2 separate regions of the Danio rerio genome follow, and region 2 is linked to region 1. The links are chromatin contacts, called in public Micro-C maps. All regions are on one chromosome and are shown on one strand. Each heading gives the region's core, a stretch centred on a gene start, on an enhancer-like site or on the middle of the called end of the contact. The rest is flanking DNA. Distances are from core to core; before and after follow the strand shown.

What was found. A called contact is a pair of places that touch in the nucleus more often than the background predicts.
Region 2: a contact with region 1 is called in a Micro-C map of caudal fin, with 7 times the contacts expected there. The contact joins two enhancer-like sites. A contact is called at or near these places in 4 of 18 Hi-C or Micro-C datasets (caudal fin, embryo and an unstated tissue).

What each region holds. Positions count from the first base shown.
Region 1 is chr11:28,887,539-28,894,827 of GRCz12tu, reverse strand. The region is part of intron 2 of iqsec1b (IQ motif and Sec7 domain ArfGEF 1b); the gene reads left to right. Among named protein-coding and RNA genes, the nearest start is that of acad9, 90 kb to the right of the region's middle. Within about 2 kb of position 5,892, at least 19 of the 62 cell types and tissues checked have an H3K27ac peak or open chromatin away from gene starts, as enhancers often do.
Region 2 is chr11:28,933,175-28,940,463 of GRCz12tu, reverse strand. The region is part of intron 2 of iqsec1b (IQ motif and Sec7 domain ArfGEF 1b); the gene reads left to right. Among named protein-coding and RNA genes, the nearest start is that of acad9, 140 kb to the right of the region's middle. Within about 2 kb of position 4,818, at least 16 of the 62 cell types and tissues checked have an H3K27ac peak or open chromatin away from gene starts, as enhancers often do.

The DNA of each region.
Region 1 (7,289 bases), core at 4,643-7,142:
ATAACCTAGTTAAGCCATTAAATTGCACTTTACACTAAATGTTAATATCTTGCAAAAAAAGTAAAAAAAAAATAAGAAATTATTTATTAAAACTATTATGTTCAATAATGCTTTGAAAAAAATATCCTTGTCGTTAAACAAATCTTGAGAACTATTTTTTAAGAGTTCAAATTCCATCAATTCTAATCATTTTGATATACAGTTGAAGTCAGAATTATTCACCCCCATGAATTATTCGCCCCCGTTTAATTTTTTTCCCCAATTTCTGTTTAACGGAGAGAAGATGTTTTTCAACACATTTCTAAACATTTCTAAACATAGTTTAATAACTCATTTCTAATAACTGATTTATTTTTTATCTTTGTCATGATGACAGTAAATAACATTTTACTACATGTTTTTCAAGACACTTCTATACAGCTTAAAGTGACATTTGAAGGCTTAACTAGATTAATTAGATTAACAAGACAGGTTAGGGCAATTAGGTAAGTTATTATATAATGATGGTTTGTTCTAGCTTAAAGGGGCTAATCATTTTGTCCCTAAAATAGTTTTTAAAAACTTAAAAACTGCTTTTATTCTAGCCTAAATAAAACAAATAAGACTTTATTCAGAAGATAAAATATTATCAGACATACTGTGAAAATTTCCTTGCTCTGTTAAACATCCTTTAGGTAATATTTAAAAAAGAAAAAAATCACAGGGGGGGCTAATATTTCTGACTTCAACTGTATATGCATAATTATGATTATTATGATTATTATTATTATTATTATTATACATTTTAAAATATGCTAATATTAAAGCATAATTATTATTTTTGTTATTAACACTGTTCTGCTATTTGTTTTAAATACAATTATGTTGTTATGTTTAATTTTAAGAATTAAAAACTAAAATAGATTTCATCGTAATTCTGACTCTTTCTGTTGTTTGTGAAACAGCTCTAAAAAAGCAGATGAAGCAGTTTGAAAGTAAATTCAGTAGTTTTTTGTTAAAGCACTGACTAAGGTACAAGTTTTCAACTTGTGTCCCCAGAGGGTTCGGCTCTACTTTTGGTTCTGTATTATAAACCGGACCACTGATTGAGACCTGCTGTAATCATGTATGTGAGTGAGTGTCTGTCTGTCTTGCATGTTTATATAGTATGTGTTATATAGCATGTTTATGTAGTATGCAATGCTTCTCTTTTTCCGACCACATTTCTGAGGAAGCATATACATAAATCTGCTGGAAGCTTCAAACTGCAGGCCTCACATCTCTTGCTGGAATATCATCACCATGACATCACATTCTGGGTTGCATCTGGAAAGCATAACAATGACAGAATAGTTGCCTCTGATGAGACTGCACAAATGTAAACTTTAAATCAGTAAATAATTACTTTTCTACTTTGAAAGTCGAAAGTAAATAAGCAATATAGCAACAGAAAAAAACTATGATTTTTAGTTGTTTTATTATTTTATTAGATTTTTCTAACTCTTTTTACTACTATAATTTTTTTTTGTTGTTTCATAATAATATGCATATACTATACAAAAATGTCCCCCAAAATATGCATCTTTATTTTATTTATTTATATATATATACATTTATAATCCTTGTCATTAAAAATATTTTTTAAGAGTTTAAATTCCAGCAATTTTATTTTGTTTTATTAATTCTTCTTACTACTATAATGTTGTTTAGTTGATTCATAATAATATGCATATACTATACAAAACCTCCCCCAAATTATGCATCATGTATTTAATTGAATTAATTAATTAATTAATTAATTTATTTATTTATTTATTTATTTATTTATTTATTTATTTATTTATTTATTTATTTATTTATTTGTATGTTTGTTTGTTTGTTTTTTGTTTGTTTGTTTGTTTGTTTGTTTGTTTGTTTGTTTGTTTTTTGTTTTTGTTTGTTTGTTTTTTGTTTGTTTATTAGTTTAGTTGCTTTTATTTTATTTTGGTTTGGTTTAATTTTAATTTAATTTTATTTAACTTTTCTTACTACTATTTTGCTTAGTTGTTACATAATAATATGCATAAACTTTACAAAATCTCACCAAAAATATGCAATATACATAAATTATTTGTTAAATTATAGTAAATTTAATTGGACTAACCTAAATGCTATGGTAAAAATAACAGAAAACCCAAAATACTACAAACTTAACTTAATGATTAATATAAAAACTGTATGTACTGTTTTGTTTTGTTTTTAACTGTTCTGCAGTTTATAACCTGATTCAAACTTTTGTCATGGATTCCTATTTTTGAAAAAAAAAACAATAATTACAAAGCAATAAGAAGTACATTTTTGTTGTGATCAATATAGTACATTGGTACATGTGATCAGCATATCAGAAAAAAAAATGTAGTTTTATTACCTTATTTCATATATTCCAATATTACCAATATTATATTTTCTAACTATAAATCAATATTTAATCATAACCATAATACAATACTGTGTTCCTCCTTTGAATGTTCCTTTTTTTAGCTTCCAATTCAGCAAAGCAAAAAAATCATAAACAATATCATACCAACAGGCCTTTGTTTGAACGTGTCATTCATTGTCAATGAGGTGTCTGACGCAGGATTTGCAGTCAGCCTGTAACACTGACAGTTAAGGTTGTTTTCATCACTGAAGTGTCAGTTGCATTCAGACTAGTTTCTCACATCATCTATATCGATTACCTCACTTGCATCTGCCACGTATATGTAACAGTCTACAATATGAAGCATTGTGTCACTTTGGTGGAGGAAGAGGAACTCTGAAGTTTTGCTTGTCCGTGTTCACGCACTTTTGAGTCGCTCATCAAACTGCCGTCAGAGGCTCTGCCAAAAGAGTTCCACTTCTAGCTTATAATGAGATCCCTGGAGTTCCCTCAGCCAATCGCGGTCGAGTATATGCTCTCCTGGCTGTTAATTGGCTGCAGGAGTGAAGCCACAGCAGTTCATCTCTGAAGATCGGTGAAGTTCATATACATTACAGCCTCTTTTTGAGAAATATCTCAGGGAATAGTCTGATATGACAAGACTGTGTCCCAGTTCACTCCTCTGATGTTTTATATATTATAATGTCTATGGCAAGCTCTTTTAACATGAAAGAGTCTACAAACCATACTACAATAAATGTGCTTATCGTTTAGATATATGGTTTCCATTAAGTACTTGTAGCCTATATATTCATTATATACTTATTCTGCAGTGCTTCCTTATTCATTATTCTAATTAGGGATGCACAATATATTGGCGGCTATATTGTTATCGGTTGATATATGCTATGTTTAATGTTATCGTTATCGGTCCGATGTCAAGTCACAACAGTCAAGTTGCATGTTAGTTTGATATTCGAAGAAAACTAAATAATTTATTTTTGTCGTGCTGATTTATGTGACAATATGAATATATTTATAAAATCACCTTGCAATTTTGAAATTATTGCTGTTTTCACATTGAGGAAGAATCTATTCAGTTCATAAGATCAGTTCAAACTTTTTAAAGTTTTTTAAAAAAAAGTTGTTTACTATATAAAAATATAACATTTTGAAATATTTATATTTATCGGCTATAATATATCGTCTATTGGCTTCCAAATTTTAAGAGTTATTGGTTATCAATATCGGCCAAAAAATCCATATTGGTGCATCCCTACTTCTAACTATTATGTATTAGATACTAGTACTTATTAATGTGATGTTAGTAGCTTAAATTCATACTAGTCTAATGTCAATATCTTTTCTGTATTTACACTTGTAGCAAATTTACATTTTGAATTCTGTCATTAAGATATCGACGATTAAGTTTTGCCTGTTGTGTGCATTCCAGTTATGATTTGAATATGACTAGTGGACATTCAGTAAACACTTGTACTTATTTATTAGATACTGGGACCTATTAATAAGAATAGAATAGTAATAGAAACTAGTATTTATTCATTAGATACTGTGCAAATTATCAAAATTCAGTTTAAATTTTGATTTTGGCTTCTACTGGTTATGAAAAAACATTAATCGAGATAAACGGTTGTTGTATCATATACCGCCCCCCTTTCTATTTGTACGTATTTGTTGCTCTGCAAAGCTCAGTTTCACGTGAAAAATACTCTAAGCATGTACTGTAATGTAACTTTTGCAGCACAGTATGCGCATCATTCATTGATGTACATTCGAATCATTCATATTTTTAAAAGTGCGAAAGAGATCGCATTCTGTATATTTTATAAATTCTGTATATATAATATTTTACCCAAAATAAACAAATAAGACTTTCTCCAGAAGAAAAAATATTATTGCAAATACTGCGAAAAATTCCTTGCTCTGTTAAATATAAATTGGGAAATATTAATAGAAAAAAAACATTTACAGAAGTACACATAATTTTGACTTTAACTGTATATCGTTTTGAATAATCATGATTACAGTTTTGAACAAAATGATTGTGATTATGATTTTTCACAAAATCGACCAATCCTACTTACTAAGTAGCAATACCACTGAAATATAGTTAATTTCCTTAATAAAAATTTAAAGTAACAGGTTTTTTTGTGTCTCTTTATTAATCCGGGATCGTCACAGCGGAATGAACCGCCAACTTATCCAGCAAGTTTTTTATGCAGCGGATGCCCTTCCAGCCGCAACCCATCTCTGGGAAAGTAGTATTTATTGAATTTGTAATTATTAATATTCATTTAATAGGTAAAAATACAGAATAAATAAAAACTGTGGTATTTAATCAATAGTTCCCAGTACTGAGTTGCAGCTGGAAGGGCATCCACTGTGTAAAACATGTGTTGGATAAGTTGGCAGTTCATTTCGCTGTGGTGACCCCCGATGAATAATGAATAAATATTAATGTTATTATTATGTATAAGAGTATCTAATAAATAACAACTACACTCTAAAACCCAACAGTCAACTCTATCAAAAGAAATGAGTGTAGTTAACTCAGAATTAACAGAAAATTAATTTTACTAATTTGAAAAGAGTTTTGAACACTGTGTTAAAGGTAATGACTTAATTAAATACCTTATTACTTTAACTTAAATGGAGTAAGTTCACAGTACTCATATAGATTAGTTTTTTAACTCAAATGGTTTGTAACAACTGGTTTTACTCAAATGGTTTGAGTTGCCTTCACATGTTGGGTTTTACAGTACTCAGTTGGTTTGAGTTCTCTTCATTTATTGGGTTTTACTGTGCTCAAATTGCTTCGTTTACTCAAATGGATTAAGTTCACAGTTCTAATTAGGATTAGTTTTTGAATTTAAACGGTTTGTTGCAATCGGTTTCTTCAAATGGTATGAGTCACCTTAACTTTTTGGGTTTTAGAGTGTAGTATCTAATTATATCTATAAAAATAAGTACTTGTATCTAGTGTATAGCTACCAAAATATTTTAAATATGCATTTTATGTTCTATTGGAATGTGTACTAGTCAAAACTGAATAGTTGATGTCTTGGTGACTATTCCCATATCGAATTTAGGGATACAAATTTTACATTTGTTATAGTAACAAGAATACTACTAATAACTAGTGAGATTAGCACTAGTATCCAATGAAAATGGCCCTAGTATCTAATGAATAAATATTAATATCTGATCAATGAGTACTGCTCTCTATTTATTAATTACTGTCTTTTAAATAGTACTACTACTTAAAGAATGAACATCAGTAACTTCTAAATGAGTACTAGTAGCTGTCTTAAACATGACTGCTACTTGATGCTAGTATGGTTTATAGAATAAATGTTAAAACAGCTTGCCATAATGGTGTCATATTTGCATATATTATTTAGCGTTCCACCAATCTTTTTCTATAGAGCTAAATTGGCAGAGAAAATGAATGGATGTCTTTCTCAACGTCGTCATCAGCCTTGTAGATTGAGCATTGGCTCCCCCTACAGGTTCAAACAGAGGTGAGCGCAGCATTCAAGGTAATAAAATGTGACAAGCCAGAGATGTCGATTCTCTTTCCACTGCATATTTCCAGAGTAGCTTAGTGAGTTCAGTAGTGCTAGAGTAGATTGTTGTGTCTGTTCACTTGCCTGGGTCTGCAGAAGGGAGCCAGACGGATGCTGAGGAATACAAAAAAAAAAAAACTCCATCTGTGACCCTGTGACTCACGCACACACACACACATCTGAACTCTGAGGAAGTGCAGTCACACACTAAGCACTGCTCATCAAAACACAAACACTGAGACACCATCGCGTTCACACCGAGGTCATGACAGGAAAGAACACTGGACAAGGCCATTTCAGCCCGTTACATCACATTGTATTTTTATACACCTCAAAGAAATTGTATTATTCATTTACTCATCCTCCAATCTTTTTTGAATTTCTTTATTATTTCTGTTGGACAGAAAGGAAGATATTTTAAAGAATGTTCAAAAAGCGTAGCCACTGACATCCACTGATGTATTGTATTCTTCATATAATATTCACATTTGCATTTTTACAATTATTTATTTACTATTTTAACTGGGTTATATAAAATATCACTATTATTTATTTATTTATTTATTTGTTTGCTTAATTAATAATTTTCTGGTTTGATTAAATATGGACCTTATAAAAAATAAAATAAAATCAAACAAAATAAAATAAAAACAGTATAAAGCAATAAGTTTTAATAAGGCAAAAGGTCCTTGTGTTTCAGAGCAGGCAAATGCGGCGATGCCTCAAGGGGGTCTCATTCTCCTTTTTTTCCAGCTCAGTAGAGGAAGCTAGTGGAAAATGGTTTAATGCTCTTTAAAAAAAACACAAACCTAAGGCGTATTTGTGTAATTTTTGCAGTAAGGAAAGACCTGTACTAGAAAGTCCCTCAACTCATGTTTGCAGGAAAGAAATTACATTAATACATACAGTAGGGATTGTCTATGCAGTATATCCTACTTTGTGGTGTTGTCTACATTTTTCTGCATTGTTCGTGCTGCATAACTACATGCATTCTGTGCTGTGTTTTCTGAATCATGAGGATTCAGGCAATGGATTGAACACCAGCGGTGAGGTCATAATCTGTGCAGCTTTCAGGGGATTAAGAGCCTCTATGACTTGCCACTGTATGCTAGTTAGTGTTCTCTCTTTCTCTCTAAACATTTACTAACCCAGTGCCATTAACCCCTGACTAAACACTAACACTAATATATACTATACAGTTATATATATATATATATATATATATATATATATATATATATATATATACATATACATATATATATATACAGTTATACACAAGGCAAAATTATTAGCCAAATGTTTATTTTTTCTCCAATTTCTGT
Region 2 (7,289 bases), core at 3,569-6,068, 47 kb before region 1:
AATGTATATTTTCCTGCCAGGGTTGCTTTTTAAACACTTCTTCGCCTGAACATGCCACAAGTGAAAATGAAAGTACATCAGCACTGAGGAAAAATCAGATAGACAAAATAATGACATATTAAAAAATAGCAAAAGTTGACAGAGGTTTGTGATACAACAATTATTATTATCATAAATAATTCTTATTTTCCACAAAGTAAAACAAATAATCCACCTGCACAGTTGAGCAAAATTTTTTTTTTTATATTTTTCTTGAGTTATCTATTAGATAAACTAGAATAATCAAATAACATCTGAGGTAAAGGCCTTCAAAACCAGTCTGCTATATGCTTCAGTGCCAAAGCACAAACTGGTTTGGTAAATAAAATAAAATCTAGCCTTGCCAGTGAGTTTCAATTTATTTAGTTTAATCAAGTACTTTAGAATATGCAAGACAGGCTGCCCAGTGTCACCACATGACAGAACCCGTCGTGAAGAACGGGGAAAATATTAAACATGCTAGACTTTCTGTGATGGTGTCGTGAGGCGTCGCTGACATGGTTACTGTAAGTTGTTGTGAACAATGCCACATTACACAAGAAGAAATGATTGAATCTTGTGTCACAAAACCCATTTGTCATTCACAAATTGCCTAGGTCTATGAAATCGTGATAAAATTGTGTGATCCGACCAGAGCTAAAGATCAAAGTAGTTTTGCTCTTTGCAGCACAATATTTGTCTAAATTTTCAACGTGCTAGATTTAGTCCCTCCACTACAAACCAGAAGTGATAAGCAGACAGACAGACAACAGAGAGAGATCACGTGCGTGCTGTTTATACCTGTTAATGTTATTTAGAAGCGATTTCATCAGTCTCATTATAGGTGGATAAATGAGACATTCCCATTTTATCGTATGTTTTACCGTTGTCAAAAATGTAGATTTTTTTTTTTTAAATCCTGCTAGCACAAGTTATGTTTTCCACCACTTATTTCATCACATATTTTTATGCACAATTTTGAATATTACATAAAAAGTGTAATGGAATGTGCCAACATGTGCACAAATTTCAAAAATGACTGTGAAATTAATGATTTCAAAAACTGTGCTCCCAAAAGTCTTAATTGGTACCAAAGTCTACTTTTGACAACCCTTATTAGTATAATTTTTGCATTTAAAGAAATGTGACATTATGTAATATCATATATTATATAGCTTTTAATATATAACCACCTAACATTGCCTTAGAAACCACCCAGAACAATAATGCAGCACCATTTTCTTTAAAAGATGTAGAGTTTTCCCCAGCCACTAGGATTTTTAATATAGCACCACAGTTCTGAAGAGTCTGCTTTGGAGCTTTTTTGTATTGAATTGCTAACTTTCACCTCTCCCAACTTCACTGCTGTCAACAGCTTAACAGCACAAACCAGCATGCCTCTGCTGACATTTATTCACCTTTCATCTTTATATGAATTTATTTAATTTGCTGACAACAAACAGCCAGTTTAAAGCAAAGGTTGAACCCACCACTGCTTCGCTGTTTCATCTCGATATGAAGAGAGCACTTGTTGAAACTGTCACATCACAACTCCGAAACAGCACAGTATCGTTTGTTTCCACTTGCACTGTAAGCGTGTTCAGCCTTTGTCTCTTTGAATTAATAATTTGTTGGGGAATAGAGGAAAATAGTTATTGTACACAGTCATGGTGTTGTAAAGAAGAATATGGTTTTCTATTTTTTTTGTCTTTTTTTTATTTTAATTAAACAATTGTATTTGTATTGGTTAAAAGTGATATTGATACTGAACTTCTACTGTTGAATGATGTGTTTTGCATACCAGTGAAGCATTTTTGCAGAAGTAGATGAAGCTGATTGACTAAAATTAACTTCCTGTGAGCACAGATTGTTTACAGTTGAGAAAGTCTTATGCTTTTAATGTTGTGCAGAGAATTTGTAGAAAAAGAGGAAGTATGTATGAGTGCGGCCAATGGAGGACTGAAGAATGATTGACAAGTGACAAATTGCACTAAACTCCACCATAATATCAGCTACGTATAAAAGAGCGAATCAGGAAAGGAAATTTGTTGCGCAGCCCTGAATGTAACTCTTGCATTGCATTGAGGATCACAGAATTCTGTAAATCATATTATTTATTTGTATCCAAAGAATTACTAAAGTTTTTAACAGTAAAGAAAAATCTCTACTGACCTTTTTTTGTTGAAGATGCATGGAATTGGTTGAATATTCAAACAATGGTCAAAATTATTGGCAGCGTTAGTAAATATGAACAAAGATGGTTATGGAATAAATATGTATTATTTATATTTTTATATATTGTTAAAAAAAAACAAAATTGTTTTATTTTATTTAAATAAAACAATTTAAATTGGCAAAGTGTCTTGTGTCTTTTTTTTTTTTTTTTTGCCAATTTCCACATTTTGGTCAAAATGAAATATCTTTAAAAAATATTTCTATTCATGTTTCTTTTTTTATTAACGACTAGATTTCAAAGCAGTATGAAGGTTTTTGTGAATTAAAAAAAAAAAAAAAATATATATATATATATATATATATATATATATATATATATATATATATATATATATATATATATGTCTGTGTGTGTGTGTGTATATATATATATATATATATATATATATATATATATATATATATATATATTTATATATGTATATATATATATATATATATATATATATATATATATATATATATATATATATATATATATATATATATATATATATATGAACAATATAAAGGATAAACAAAGCAGCTTAATCTTCACAGCATTCATTGCTCACATTTACCAAGGGTGACAATAAAAAAAATACAGTATAAAATAATTATATTTTAAATAAATTATTAAATGCAATTATTTTTTCTAATTCTAAAAAAAATTTTGACCATTTTTTTCTAATGATTTAATAGGATATGTATGCCTATATTAAATATGAATTATCATAATTATAGATAAGACAAAGAATATATATTTTATAAACAAAATGCACACAGTCTGTATAATTATTTAATCTTTTAAAATCGTTTTTATTTGAAATAGACATTTCCTTTTTTATTGCCTGATTTTTCTTCATTTATTCATATATTTATTGATTATGTATTTATTATTTTTTTCTTAATTATGTAAATGCTGACATGCTTTTTTAAATATTTAATTTAACAAAACATTTGAATATTTTGACCATGACTATACAAGATGTTAATTTAAGAAATACATATATCTTTTAATAAAGTGTCGTTGAAAACGTGAACATAATGAAGCTGAGGATTGTGCTTGTTTCATTAGTGTCTAGGGCCACCACAGATATCTATTAAACAAGCCATTTTTAGTTCAGATCTGGTATTATGGGCCACGTAATGAGTGAAGCTGATGAGTTTCAATGTAATCGCTCTCCATCCCAGCCAGTGAAACTGAAATGGCAATTCTTTGCTCTGTGATTGAATTAATTGGCTCTTAATCTCATGCGGTCATTAAACGCTTAGACCATTAGACCTTGGTTAAACGTGTTTTAAGCGATCCGGCCTGTTTCCAACAAGCTTGGATGGTGACAGAATAAATATGCGCAGTGTTTTATCTGCATATTGTGTATTTAATCCAGTCACTGGTTTAGTTTGCAGTTATTTATTATGCTAAACTCACATCTGATCATGTTGTACGCCCAGCTGTCCTCATTTGCATATAGAGGCATTTGTTTTAGTGTAATTTGTATGTCTGAAGCAGCTGAACTGTTCATATGTTCGTGAGAGGATCATGGTAAGTCCATGTGTTTTGCTATTTGCAGGAGATGCAAATGAGCATGTAGAATACTAATGAGAGGATGGACTGGGTGTTAGTCCACTAGAGGGAGCAGGAGCTACGGTCGGTCACTTTATCAGCATGCATGAAGGTTTATGAACAGCCTGAAGGGTGTGCAGTTCTACTTAACAAAGAACATCTGGGATACGCAGATAGGCTCAGAGAATGTCAGATGCTGACAAAATAAAATAAGGACTTCTTAAGGCAGTATTACTATCATTGGTTTATTTTTATTTGCAATCTATATATTTTTCTTACTTATTTCGTTAAAGTGATATGAAATATTAGTTATGAAAGCTATTAATTAATGTCATCCACTTAAAATTATATTGTAATATTGTATTATATATATACATGTTTAACATTTTATTTCTTTTAATTGTTTAAATCTACATACTTTTTGTATGTATAATTGCAAATTTTTTGAGTTGATTTAGTTCTTAGTAAAGCAATAACTAACACATTATTAATATATGTTTAGTTAACATTACCAAAGATTATCTTGTAAATATGTTGTTCATCGTTAATACATGTTAACTAATGCATTAACTGACATTAACTAATACAACCTGATTTTAAACTTACATGTTTTATTTGTGAATTCTAAATATTTTATATTTATATTTAAATATCAAATTTATATTATTTTTACTGCATTTTGAATTTAAACGCCTTTTTTTATTAATTAATTAATTTATTTATTTATCTATTTATGTATGTATTAATTCATTCATTCATTCATTGTTTGTTTGTTTATTGTTTTTGTGAATGCTGTGATCTTTTTTAATAGTGGTCGTAATGCTTTTCTAAACAGTCCAAAAGGCAAACAAAAAAAAAATGCCATATGGATGTCTGAAACAAATGAGACACATCAAGCAGTGTCATTACAATCCACTGTAGGCCCTAGTGAACTATAAATAGCCTTGATTTGATGTCATTGAGAGCTGGGTGTGAGTTTCTTTGTGTTTGAAGGATTCTCTCTGAGGGTCTGTCCACAGGCAGCCATTGTTCTGGCTTTGAGAGTGGGAGAAAAGGGGCTTTCTGAAGACCTTTCAAAGGGAGTGATCACGATAATACTAGAACAGAAATAGACAAAGATATTCTACTTCCTTCTCTCTACACCAGAAACCTGGTGAAGGTTGTAAATACATGTCTTTGTTTTCCATTTAGTCCCAAACAGATTACAGACAATAAATCTCTCAATCAAGACATGTTGTACATGATTTTTTATAGATTTAAAGCCTTTCTTATGTTCTAGATAATGTTTTATTATCCATGCAAATGAATATTTATAAACAAAACCTATGTGTGTTTATATAGTTTTAGAAAGTCCCAAAATATAAAAAAGGTGCCGATAATTGGCTTAAATATACATTTAAAATATATTTACATTACCTGGTCTAGGGTCAAGTTTGTAACATAAAAGAGCACTGGACAAATAAAATCAATTTTATTATTTTTTTAAAACACCCAAAACTTTTTGGCAAATACCTCGGAGAGGACCCACTGAAAAATAATAAACAAAAGCATATCCCCTACCTAAACACCCAAATGAAGCTAAATATACTAAAATAACAAATGAAAATACAAAAACTACTCCTACCTGCCTGACTGTATATAAAAAAGGGAAAAATATTTACAAAAAAGAAAAGTGTGGCATCCAACCCCTACTGCTTCCTACCATGTATATACAGCGAACAATATTTACAATAACAACAAACAAACCAAAAACAAAATAACAAGATGGGGGAAAACACGGATGGATAAACAACAAACAAAAGTCAAAGTTTTTCATTTTTAAAAGACGCCCTGGGTCACTCCAGCCAATCCCAGGGCACGTTGTCTGCGTAATTAGGGCGGGGCCTGTGCAAATGAAAAGACACACACACCTGCTTTCACAACATGACTATTGCAAATGTTTCTGAATATTTTTGAAAATATATATTTTTAATAAATAGTTCAAATGCAAAAACTTCTTTAATTTTCCTTTACATTTTGTGATTTTCTCAGTCTCCCATGTTTATGTTTAGTTATTTTACTTTAAAGTCAATGAAAATAACCTATTCTTTGCACTAAGAGTACTTTTTACAGAAACAGCCTGATAAAAAATGCTTATTTTAGATTAGAATTTCAGACGACACTTTTTTTATTGCATTTAAACTCTTCATATGAAAGCATTTAAAATATATTTGTTTGTCAAATTATTTTAAGAAATGTCTAAAACAAGAAAAACATCAATCTTCTCGACTGCCACTGTAACAGAACTGAAATCACAGCTTTGTATAGCTATTTTATTTACAATAATTCATTCTATTGTATAAATGAAAATATGTTTTATTGACCCTGAAAAGCATTTTAAGATATATTTTGGCATATGAAATTAAATATATATATTTTTTTTCAAAAATATATTTTTAGTGAGCCTTACATTTACAATATACAGTTGAAGTCAAAATTATTAGCCCTTCTGTGAATGTTATATTCTTTTTCAAATATTTTACAAATTACGTTTAACAGAGGATGGAAATTCTCTCAGTATGTCAGATAATATTTTTCTTCTAGAGAAAGTCTCATTTGTTTCATTTTGGGTAGAATAAAAGCAGTTTTTAATTTTCTAAAACCATTTTAAGGTCAATATTTCTACCTCCCCTTAAGCAGTATTACTATTAGCAAATGTTCTTTCTGATACAGGGGGGCTAGAAAAATTTAGGATATCGTGTATGTATATATATATATATATATATATATATATAGTGTTTATTTAAAAAATACTTTACCAATTTATAATATCATCCATGCACATATTGGCTTAGCTCAATCCTGCAGGCAGAAGGGCGTCCTGATGCATCGCCCCGGGTATCTGGACACCTCCACCAAACCCAGCAGGATAAATCGAGATAAATTAGTCTGTCTGCCAGAGCCCAGATAGAGCTCTTCATTGTGATAGCCATCTCTCAGAGAAGCGATATTGAGGCCACAAAAATACAGCCTGCTCCTCATTCCAGCCCAGACCCCATCTGGAGCCACGTGCCACGACAATAACTGCAATTACATGCACACCTACCCGATTGAGGCCTCTCGGGGGTCTTTAAGACATCCTGTGAGCCCAAGCCAACATATTTAGCGCTTATTGGTTTCCGCCAATCAAAGCGCAGTCAGATAACGCTGATTCAAGCATTTTATTGTCCAACGTATCTCTGACAGGATCATCACCCCTATTCACTGGCGGGAATTAAAGAGAAGCGGTACAACTCAGTCATGAAGATGTGAACATTGTGAAGAGAAAAGAGGAAAGTAATAGAGTTAGCAGGGGGAGCGCAGACAAGATGGAGTCTGGGGGTGAAGAATTCTGAGTGCCTGAAATGATTGTGATGTTTTGCAGTATTTGCTGATGTAATAAGTTGTTACTAAAGCATTACGGTAAAGTAAAAATGCGGTTATAAATGTAATATAACATGTGCTTGTTTAT